Linked DNA regions of Drosophila melanogaster: region 2 is linked to region 1. Evidence: chromatin contacts called from public HiChIP or PLAC-seq data. All regions are on one chromosome and are shown on one strand. Each heading gives the region's core, a stretch centred on a gene start, on an enhancer-like site or on the middle of the called end of the contact. The rest is flanking DNA. Distances are from core to core; before and after follow the strand shown.

Evidence for each region. HiChIP or PLAC-seq counts read pairs in DNA pulled down with a chosen protein or histone mark.
Region 2: an H3K27ac HiChIP or PLAC-seq map of the Kc167 cell line shows a contact between it and region 1, with 5 times the contacts expected there. The contact joins the promoter of CG4301 here to the promoter of CG16952 in region 1. A contact is called at or near these places in 4 of 107 Hi-C or Micro-C datasets (the Kc167 cell line and the S2 cell line) and 1 of 6 datasets of contacts at active chromatin or transcription factors (the Kc167 cell line).

Annotation. Positions count from the first base shown.
Region 1 is chrX:15,866,035-15,872,326 of dm6, reverse strand. It overlaps CG16952, which reads right to left and starts at 2,144. Exons shown (of 6, transcript NM_001298375.1): 1 at 1,839-2,144; 2 at 804-966; 3 at 358-468; 4 at 1-297. The coding sequence starts at 135. Gapdh2 (Glyceraldehyde 3 phosphate dehydrogenase 2) reads right to left here and starts at 4,182. Exons shown (of 2, transcript NM_080714.4): 1 at 4,084-4,182; 2 at 2,666-4,009. The coding sequence starts at 3,991. The coding sequence ends at 2,993. It overlaps Gbeta13F (G protein beta subunit 13F), which reads right to left. Exons shown (of 3, transcript NM_206739.2): 3 at 6,152-6,292.
Region 2 is chrX:16,401,446-16,407,339 of dm6, reverse strand. CG4301 reads right to left here and starts at 1,831. Exons shown (of 9, transcript NM_001258783.2): 1 at 1,608-1,831. The coding sequence starts at 1,610. CG9981 reads left to right here and starts at 2,218. Exons shown (of 9, transcript NM_001272682.2): 1 at 2,218-2,551; 2 at 2,625-2,843; 3 at 3,777-4,060; 4 at 4,122-4,247; 5 at 4,319-4,886; 6 at 4,965-5,379; 7 at 5,446-5,894. The coding sequence starts at 3,859.

The DNA of each region.
Region 1 (6,292 bases), core at 895-3,394:
GCCACCTCCTGGAATCTCCCCCATGCCCGGGGGCATAGCCGATAGGTTCCCATTCGAGTTGCTGGCATTGCTATTGGCTCCGCTGCCCGACGAGGCCGCCGTGAGATAGCTGCTGCTCGACGTGTTGGCTCCCATTTTGAGTGTAGTGCCAGGTTCAGATGCCAAATACTAAACTGTCTGCGGTACTTGGTGTAGGTGCTTCTATGCAGGACACGCACAGTGGGTAATATCTTTAAATTTCATGCTTCTAATGCCTGTATATACGGTTTTTAGCAGCGCGTTAATAACAACCTGGTTCTGAAAAAAAGCGATCTATAAGATACAACATAGCAACTATATAATTTATTTGTTCGTTACCTTTTTGTGCAAGGATTCTTTCAGCATTTTATAAATTCAGCTTTGGGAACTCCTTGAACCCTTAACAAAAAAGTATTTTCTCGTGAACATGATGACACCAGACAGATCTTTCTGAAATTAAGATAAAAACAAATTTAGTAACATATTTTTAAAGAAAAAAGAAAATAATATTGTTAATATCAAAGTAACTATATTATCATTCTTTTCTAGCTAAAAAAAAAAACAATAGGTTTCCTATAAACATCAATGTTAATCTTGTTGCTGCTAACATTTTAATGTTATGTTATCGAAAAACAAAAGTTAACAGTTGTTTCAAGTTGTGGCCACGCCTTTTCCGCCCCCTCACATGTAAAAAACTCGCAGGACATGCATTTTTAATGTTTTTGGAGAGAATCTCTTGTTAATTTTAGTTTTTCATATACCTTATTTAAATAACCAGTACAAACCTGTGCTATTGCATTCAGTCTTCGAGATCCAATTGTTTACTGTTTTTGATAAGAAGCCAACCGATTGGCCAGCTTAAAATCCTAGAGCCCCCAAAAGTTATTCATGTTTGCAGGAAAGTTTAGCCTTGAAAAATTTGTTTCGAGCCTAAATAATGTTGTTTATCTGGAAGATATTGTTTTAAAAGATATAAATTAGCACACACATGCACGCATACATGGCAACATATCGACAAAATAAACAACGAAAAGTGGGACCATTATATTATGTACATACATAGATTTTTGAGTAGGTGCTACATTGACCCACATATGTATGTATATATTTGAAACTAAATGGGACATTCCCACTTAGAAAAATAAGAAAATCACATTTTAAAGCTGTAACAGCAAGCATTTGCTTTGCATTTGAAGGGAATTTGTTAAGCAAAAGTAGAAATATTATGAATCTTTTTACAAACTTCCACTGTTACATTTTTGAAACCATTAAAAGCAAGCACTTTACATTCTAATATTTCGTTTCTCTTAAATCCACAAAATACATACACACATATATACTCTTATGTACACACGAAGTTGCCAATACGACAGTGCCATATGTACATATGTATATGTATGTATAAACAGTTCACATCTGCAGCCAAATACACATTCTTACAAGACTTTTTCCAGCATTTTTAACCGCTATTTAAATTGGACTATATTTTCCAAAACTCATTCATGAACAACATTGAAATGTTAAAATTACATGCACAAAAATAGATGAGCATATGTATAGAGAAACGCACTGTTGCACATGTGCAACTGAACATCTATTAAAATTTCTATACATGTGTACAATTTGCATTGAAAAACATTACAAGTTACGGTATAATGTTAACAAAGATATTCGAAATGTTTAGCCACCGTTTATAAATATTAATTATTAAAGCGTCCGCACGTATATCTCCAACATACATACATATGTATATACCAATATGTATACAGATTTATGTTCACTACGCACATACGTAAGATGTGAACTCGAGATGATTTTACCCGATGCACTTATGTTTCATTATATTTCGTTGGGGAAAATGTGTACCACACACACACTGCACAATCGTTAAATTCGCTCGGAAAACATACTCTTTGTTCGCCCCGTCAGTTTTACACAAGTTATGGCGTTTTCACTCGGTAACTTTCATTTACATTCATCAAGAACCAGAAGTCTTGAACTCTTATGCTGATTTGTGTCCGTTTGTTGCTACTGCATGTTGAATAATTCACATTTTATTTTAAGGTTTCATCAATTGATTATTTTATTTACATGCCAGTATTAAAATGTTCTGAAAATTAGTGTGCCCGTGTGAGAAAATTAATCGAAAAGACGGTATAGCAAGCGATTAAATATCGATAACGATATAATGGTGAAGTGCTGTTGAAATGATGCAGTCAACCAAAATATTTGATTATATTTGCCAATTATGCAAATATAAATCGGCAGAGAAACATTATTTTCTCAGAAATGTATCCAAAAAGCCAGGCTTACACAGACAATATGCCACCGTTAGTCTCTCCAAATATCGATAACTTCTGTTTATACATTGCTTCAACTGAAGGGTTTAAGGTCGCTCTTATCGAAATCTGTAAAAGCCCGATTTTTGCCGATAACAATACCATAGAATCAGGCTCATTTAAAATTATTTGAAAACTTTAACAAGTTATGTAATCATTCAAAAACCAATCGACTTAAAAAAAATATCGACACATTTCTGTTATATATATATTACTTCCAAATATAGCAAATGAAAAAAACAATTTAAAGTAATACTCATACTATTTTAGGTATTTCAACGGTTTATACCAAATAAAAAGGCAAAAATAAATATTTAAATGCTTATGAGTCGGCATTTTTAAAACTACACACAGAGTGAAACTTTATTCAACAACAGTAAACATATTTATGTGTATAATGGATGTATTATATTAATAATTTTCCAATGTGGCTGGTAATTGAAGAGCGAAAACAGTAGCATTTCAGAGCATAGCGCATATGTATGTAGGTGATGCTCCACCGGGGAGCAATATATATATAAGTTATGTGATGCCATTTTCAGGCCGTTTCTGAAGTGTCTCACCCCATTCTACCGCGCCCTAATCTTTAACTTTTACGTAGAGTGTGGGTGGGTAGTGTTCTTGGTGTTCCACATTTAATCCTTGCTCTGCATGTACTTGATCAGGTCGATGACGCGGTTGGAGTAGCCAAACTCGTTGTCGTACCAAGAGATCAGCTTCACGAACTTGTCGTTTAGCGAAATGCCAGCCTTGGCATCGAACACCGACGAGTGGGTGTCGCTGAGGAAATCGGTAGAAACGACCTCCTCATCGGTGTATCCCAGGATACCCTTCAGGGGTCCGTTGGCGGCCTCCTGAACCTTGGCCTTAATTTCATCATAGGACGCACCCTTGCCCAAGCGCACGGTCAAATCGACCACGGAAACGTTGGGAGTGGGCACACGGAATGCCATTCCGGTGAGCTTACCGTTGAGGGCGGGGATAACCTTGCCCACGGCCTTGGCAGCTCCAGTGGAAGCTGGAATGATGTTCTGGGCAGCGCCACGTCCATCACGCCACAACTTGCCGGAAGGTCCATCGACGGTCTTCTGGGTAGCGGTGGTGGCATGAACGGTGGTCATCAGACCCTCGACGATCTCGAAGTTGTCGTTGATCACCTTGGCCAGAGGAGCCAAGCAGTTGGTGGTGCACGATGCGTTGGAGACCACCTTCATGTCGGGCTTGTAGGCATCCAAGTTGACGCCGCAAACGAACATGGGAGCATCGGCGGATGGGGCCGAGATGATAACCTTCTTGGCACCGCCCTTCAAGTGAGTGGATGCCTTGTCGATGGTGGTGAACACGCCAGTGGACTCCACGATGTATTCGGCACCAGCGCTGGCCCAGTTGATGTTGGCCGGGTCGCGTTCGCTGAAGACGGTGATCTTCTGGCCGTTGACCACCAGGAAACCGCCCTCGGCGGCAACGGTGCCCTTAAAACGTCCGTGGGTCGAATCGAACTTGAACAGGTAGACCATGTAGTTCACATCGATGAAGGGATCGTTGACGGCCACAACGTTGGCGCCCTTATCAATGGCGGCGCGGAGAACCAAGCGGCCGATGCGACCAAATCCATTGATACCAATCTTCGACATGGTTAACTTTTTGTTTATCTGGAAAGTAATGTATGTATATGTAAAGCAGTTAGTACTTGGAAAGTTTTCCGCGGAATTGAGGGAAACACTACCTATCGGCTTGCTTGCAAGGAATCGACTGTGATGGCTGAGAAATTTTGAGCGCTTTCTATGGGCGAAAACTCGGGCGAAAAATTGTTCAAAGTCAGATGAAGGACGTGCATGTCAAGCTCGAGAGCGGCTACCGCAATAAAAAAGAGCTTTTGCTCTCAGTAACGTGAAAGCTCAATGCTACCCAATAGACTTTTTGCAAGCATCATTATATGAATATAATAAGTAGATATGTACATAAGATACGCTTAACTTTAAAAACTTCTGATCTTAGACAGTTAAAGTGACCTATAAAGTATATGGATTTTTTAATTTATACGGACAAATGTTTATTGGGATATTTTTATGGCCATTTCACCTGCTCAATTTTGTTGACGGAAGTTGAGCTTTCTTGTGAGCTTAGTTGCCGGCAATTACATACGTGCATATATAGGCACACGAAACATACACATATATGAGCACGTCTGATGAACATCAATTGGTTATATTGTACATAAATATGTACATAAGTAAATGCAAATGGAAAAATCCTAACATCCCCACATAAATACATATTCATCAATTTCATTAATATTAAAATTTAGAGGTCATATTCTGAGCAAATTGAAGTTTCGCCGGTACGTGACATTAATCTGTACAATACATGTACATATGTACAAAGATACATATACATGTAAATATGTATATATCTTCTATGCATAACTACAATATTAGATGAAATAATTGTCTAAGTAATTAAATTATCCGTTTTGATGATTTCATTTAAGCAATTGTGCTGTTGTCATCCCATTGTTAAAATGAAAAACACCTGACAGCTCAAGTAGGCATCCAAATTTCATGAATTTTAAACGCTAATGGTAATAAATAGTGTTAGTCACAAAATTCCATGTACCCATAACAACGAAATTGTATAACTTTATGATGAAAACTAAGTGAATGTGACCTTTTGAGTCACGCAGAATTCATTTACCTTTTTTTATTATATATAAACATGTATATACATATGTTCTTAAAATCAGCAGATCCCGTTTATATAAATATTAAAACATATGTATACGAACGATATATAATCAAAATCAATTAATTTGGGAGTATTTTATTCATACAATCATTTGTAGTAAAAAAAAAGGTATCTGCAAATTAATCATTTCTCCTTCCCCAAACTGAATAATCGATATTGTAATCATTTAACATTCTTTTTATTCTTTTCATTCTTTTTATATATTTATCGATTTGTTTTCAGTGCAACCCTTAATTATGAACATAGCAGTGAAAATTCAAATAAGCGCGCCAACATTAAAATGTTGAAATATGCAATTTGACAAGAACTCAACATTTCTGTTGCCTTATCTTTTACATTTTATAAATTATTTCTCGAATAAGTATTAAATATTTTAGTGCGTCATGTTTATTTATTAATACTTGGGCTGGGCAAAAAAGTTCGTTCCTTTTCAGTGAGTCATCGGTTTTACTGATAAGCAAACATTTCACTTGTTTTTTAACCTCTCATCTTTATATTGTTGAAACGATAAATGTATTTCAGCTTGGTGCTAAATTATTGCAGCAAAGTCAAAAACAATGCTTACATCTTACCATTAAGATCCATTGAAAGATGACTTCTAGATTTATACATTACCGAAAAAAAGGATCCGATTAGAAAAGTATCCCTGAAAGTGAATAAAACACCTGCCAATGTTGTGGAAGTCTTACTGTCCTTCGAGTTTGTGGGGTTATTGCCTTTTATGCTAACATCCCAGGATGACTTCCTAACCTAGAAACCCCATTACAGATAGAAGCTTCTTGACGTCACGAGCTGAAGTAGGCTATCTATGTTTATTTCTCTATATAAAGAAGGATAGTTCGCCTTTCTATGCGTACTATATCAGAAGATATATCTCTGGATCTGGTCAAAGATATCACAATTATGACTGTTGGAAATTAACTACAATTAATACCGATTGTTTGCATATCAAGTTCATTTTAATATATCAAGCTTTTATATAAAAGATATCATATTAGTACCACATTCGGCAATAGTTTCGTTATGAATCCCCGAACTGCAAACTAATTGCGACTACAATGTGGCAGGCTAAAGTTGATAGAAAATGAGCGGGTGGTTTGATTGAAAAAAAATTTAATTTGATTGCATATAAATGTATGACTATTAGCATGCCAGTTTTATTAACCCGTTAATCCTGACAGACCAAACTC
Region 2 (5,894 bases), core at 582-3,081, 540 kb before region 1:
AAGAATCGTGCGATGGAGATCCAAGATTATAAAGTTGCAATCCACTTTATCTAAGCGACGCTATCTATTTTTCACACTCGCATATCGACAAACGACGTTGCTTTATAGCTGAGGCTTATCTAATATATAGAAATTCACTGATGGATTTGGAGACACACTCACACACGTATGTACATGTACTGAAGAAAACCTTATGTTCACTGTTTTTTTTTTGCTGTTGATATTACACAACATCGAGCTGTGGACTCACCCTTTTCTGAAACAATCTCTCGAAGAACTTGCCCATGATGATCCCTTGACTTTATCCACTGCGCTGGGGCTTCAATCCTCACGAGGTTCATTAACAATTGTTGAGAGGTATTGGGGACAATGTGGCACCGACGCGAAACAATAGCATAACTGACTAAAACTGACCGATTTTGGTATCTCTCTAAAATACTTCGTTACCACGAATTCGTCGTATTGCTTATCGGTAATAACAGTTTTTTTTTTTTCGTCTTTACTTTTTTTTTTTTGTTTTTTTTTTTGAAACCAATAGCCGACTAGCCAGGTAATCTCTTCGCTAGATTCCGATGAGTAAGTTATTTCCGATCAATTTCCAATTGCCGAAGCTCGCACACTCTCGTTCAGGATAGACCAATCCTCTCCGAGGTGTTTGAAAGTAGTGTTCCATCGAGTTAACATGATTGTTGCACTCGGTGCGTTGTTATTGTTATAATGGTACGCAACACGCTATTATTGGCTATCAGATGATAGATGTTTAGGGAGTGCAATGCATTCGAGTCTTTTGCTTTCAGTTAACAGCGAACAACGTGCACGTGCTCATGAGAGCCACCGTCTGCCAAGACGTACTTGCTCAACTGATTAACTGAGATCCGTGCAAGAGCACCGGGTCCATAGTCCCTCCCATATCCTCACCCAGTGTACATTCTCTTCTTGGAGCAGCCAGTATTGAAGCTTTCCGGAGCAGCGAGACCCACCCATATCTAACCGCCTATATGTAGACTGCCAAAAAACTGATAAGATTATGAGTACGTATATCTAGGTGGCGAGCACATCAGCTGACTAATCGGCACCGTGCCCGGGATACATTTGGAGCGACATTTGGATGGCATGTTTCCCACTTGGGTTGGGTTCACTGTAGTGCAGAGCGTAAGATATATATACGTATATCCATCCAGCCGTTCGTCACCATGATCGTGGTTAAATTCTATCCAAATTCAACATCTTCTCGTCATTTTACGGTCCATAAATTTCGATAAGAGAGATACGGATATCGACGACATCCAGGGGCAGTTCTTTTATCACAAAGCTTTATCACTTTAAAGGCCATATGTAGTGGAGAACGATAGCTTTACACGACCACCTTGTATTTCACAATTTAATTGGCGTATTAAGTCTTAAGTCGTAGGTCTTTGAGATAGTTTTGTAAATTGAATAGTTGGTTTTTTTTTTAAATATTAAAACATAATCTTTTCGCACACACACACACACACACACGATTCTTCAAAACCCATGAAGCTATGCTAATTTGTTGCAGAATGTAAAAATATTCGAATGCCAGAATGTTTTCTTAGTTGAAATATCTGAGCGATGGTCAAACCTACCATTTTTCTGGCGATTAATTTGAGTTTGAAGAGTTGTAGTGCTGAGTCGTTTTGCACCGGAAGTCCTCTGGCCAAACAAACGGGTAAACAAACAGCGAGCTTTGCGGGCGAAATAAAATATATGTATGTACAAGACCGCTTATGGATCACAGATATAATATATATAGACTTTTGTATATATACTATACATATAGATTATTGTACACAGAATCGAAAGGAAAGAGAGACCTTCCACGCGCAAACTGATCTATTGGCAAACTGTCGAAGAATTGTTGATACCGATACCACGAACAAAGTCGCCATTCACATGGGCTAGCCTGGCGGACCTTTCCATGCATGTTCATGTATATTATATATATGTATATATATAAATATATATATGTGTGCATATATACGCCATTATTTATTCCCATAGCCAAACCCATACCGTACCCATATCGCACCCAGGCCGGGGTTTTACCAACATTTAGATACATATTCCTAAATGCGTTCATAGTCAGTGCATTGGCACTCTTTAATAGTTGGTAGTACCATGCTGGGCCATACGATCCTCAGAGCTACTCTCTTAGCTCATTTTTTGTTTATTTTTTAATATAGATTTTGTTTTTTTCGCTCTCGCGAGCGAATAAGCCAGCGGTTTTGTAGAAGAGATAATGTCGATAACAACAATCTTATCGCTCAACATTGAACGCATTGAACGGACTTCACACACGAACACATTACATATCCGTCGGGGCTTACGGACAAGCCTATCTAAAATCGTGCAACTTCCACATTGACTCACTTATCCCAAAAGCGAATGTTCCATGACCGATGAAACTTATAACGGGCTTCGACATGAGTCAATGGTAAACTATTCGCGAATGGTATGAAGACTATACGATAAGAAAAGAAAGGAAGTCAAATATAATAATCCTATCTATGTTGCATTTTTGCATTTTGGTGTAAGCTACCATTACGGAGGAGATATTAAGTAAGTTGTGAATGGCAAACGTATGATATGATAATCAATTACAGAATATGATAATTACATGCACTTTGGAGCCATAGGAAAACCACCCATCAGAAGGCATTCGTGGAGAACAGAGGCCATGATCTTAAGCATAAGCTAGCAATGGAGGATAAGCCAACATGGCGGATGAGTAATATTTTAAACATATCGAATGTTTTCAAGCATCCTCCATATTTGCCCTATTAATACCTCTTAACATAGCTAACTAACAATGTCAGTTTTAAGTTAATTTTCTATTTTTTAATTAACTCTTGATTTTTATAAGAATTTCAATAAAATAAAGAATGTAAATTTTTTATGTTAAAGCTTTGCCAGAGACGGTAACCCATTTAAGCTTTAGCAAAAGCTTTATGGCGTTAGCTTTTAAGCTGATCGAAAATCAACAACGACATTCATTTCCACATTCGGGAAAAAGTTTATCATATAGATTATAGATTATAAATTACACCATTGGGTATAATTTACACTATATTTTCGGGCTTAAAATACTTACTTTTAGTTCTTTCTTGCCCACATATCAAATAAACAAGAAGTAATTATAGGGTATCGCCTAGTCGGCTCTATAGTTGTCTACGAATGCCCAGAAGCAGAGAGTCCATAGCTCAAAGACCTTCATTTACTTTTGAAAATAGCCCCAAGTGCCACTGCTATAATCTAAGTGTTTAGCTGATTAGACCAGTGATTAGGGTAGTATGTAAGCCGATATCAGCTGGATTTGATATTCGAATTTAAGAAAGGCGATAGTACTAATCAGTTAAGGGAAAGCGTTGGCACATTTGGTGTGAAGCAATCTTTGAATGCTTACAGCAGTTCGACATGGTTTGAAGAGGAATGGCCAAATCGATGATATGGCAGCCAAAAATATTAAAATTCAATTTCATTATTAATAATCTGACATGACATGAGTCCATCTAATCTAAGCTGCGAGCGTGCCTAATAGCTACAACTTAGCTTGGACTAATCTGTCATCGGCAAAACGACGGAAATAAGTATAGGCTTCTTTTCAATGGGATACCTATTGTGACAGGGCCACTTGGGAGCCAAAATAGGTTTTATATAAGCGGAAAATGGAACATTATCTTTATCATATGCCAATTTATGTATGTGGCTAATTCAGGCTGGCTAACTTCAGTTCAGTCTAACGTCTGCTCCGAAAGGCACCACGCGTGCCAACCACCTAATGATTATCCGAATGAGCAAATATTACACTCTATATAGTTCATTAAATACTGGTAACGAATGGGAGCTGACAAGAAAAAGTCTGCGGATCCGCTGCGGATTCAGATTGGCGGCATCGAGAGTCGCCAGCAGAAGCCTCTCAATCGGGTGACGACCACCAAATACACCTGGTTCACATTCCTGCCCCTCAACTTCTACGAACAGTTTAGGCGGGCTGTTTACTTTTACTTTCTGATCATTACAATTGTATCGTTTTTCGTAAGTAAGTACGTTTACTCTTCCAAAATTGGACAATTCTCAATGGTCGATCCCTTGACAAATAGACGAAACGATATCGCCATTGGTTTCCCTGCTACCCCTACTCTTTGTAATGATCATTACGGCTCTAAAGGAGGGATTGGAAGACTACTCGAGATCGAAAAGTGATAAGCTTGTGAATACAGCCAGAGGTAGGAAATGAAATGAAACTTGTGGTCATGATAGGTTCTCCATTTGAATCAGTACCGCCTTCCATATACAGTAACTGTCATAAGGAACGGCAAGGAGGAAATCATAAATTCGCAGTTTATTGTGCCAGGCGATCTTGTGGTGGTGCGAAACGATGGCGATGTGCCCTGTGACCTTGTACTGCTCCAATCATCTAGTGCGGATCGCAAATGCTTCGTGAACACAGCCAATTTGGATGGAGAGACCAATTTGAAGACCATATGCGTGCCAACAAACTACTTGCTAGCCGGAGATCATGAACTGCAGGGCAAGGATTGCATTGTATGCGAGCCTTCTAGCGCTGATCTCTACACCTTTAATGGTCGTCTGGAGTTGAGGTCAGGGAACGATGGTGCAGGATCTAGCGCTGGTGACGCCCTGCCCCTGACCATTGATAATCTTCTACTGCGCGGTGTCCGAGTTAAGAGCACCGAACGAGTTGTTGGCTGTGCCATCTACACCGGAATGCACACCAAGTTGCAGCTGAATAGCCGTTACACTGGCAACAAGTCCGCATCCAGCGAGAAGTACATCAATCGATTTATGGTGGCCCTCATCGTGGGAATGATCGTGGTGGTGGTGGTTTTGTATCTCATCGAACGGTGGGTGTATATCTAGAATGAGATTACAAACGTTTAAAATGCATTTTATTTATAAGCGATTATCTTTTTAAACTGCAGTCACAAGGAGGCGAAGATTGTGCCAACCATGCCCTACCAGGGTCCACCAACCAACTTCAATTCAGCGTGGCAAATCTTTGAGGACTTCCTCTCCTTTTTGCTGCTCTTCAATTACATGGTGCCCATTTCCGCCTATATGAACATCGAAGTGTATCGCATCTTCGGTATGCATTTCATGCACAACGATCTCCATTTGTACGATGAGGAAACCGATCAGCCATGTCGGGTTAACGCGTCGAATCTGAACGAAGAACTGGGACAGGTCAATATTCTATTCTCCGACAAGACAGGTACACTCACCAAGAACCTCATGAAATTCGTCAATTGCTATGTGCCAGGTACTAATTATCAGCTCCAAAACACCCATCTCGTTTCCGAGGGCACCGATGAAAAGTTTGAACTGGAGAAACTGGATGTGAGTACTGCATTTCTTCAATCAAAGCATATAGATAGATAAATATATCGTTACACTTTGCCCAAGGCCGATGCAGCAGTGCTTTTCGAGGCACTGGCCGTGTGTCATACGGTGGAAGTACTCCAGGAAGTGGGAGACAAGACTCTGGAGTCGTCGGAATCCGTGTCGGAACAAAGTCACTTGATGAGCAGAAATATTGTTGATCGCTATCAGGCGTCCAGTCCCGACGAGAAGGCTCTTCTCGAGGGCTGCGCCAGTCTGGGTCTAGTGTATGAGGGTCAGGAGAATGATGTCCTAAGCATCTGCCGATATCCAAGCGCAGAAAAGGTGCAGTTCAAGAGACTGCACGTTCTGGAGTTCAGTTCGGAGCGACAACGGATGAGCGTCATTGTCCGAGATCAGAGCGACACAATCTGGCTATATTCCAAAGGAGCGGAAAGTGCCATCTTTCCAAGATGCAAGGCGAGTCCTCTCGTGGAGCAAACTGACGCGCAGATAACGAAATATGCCCAGAA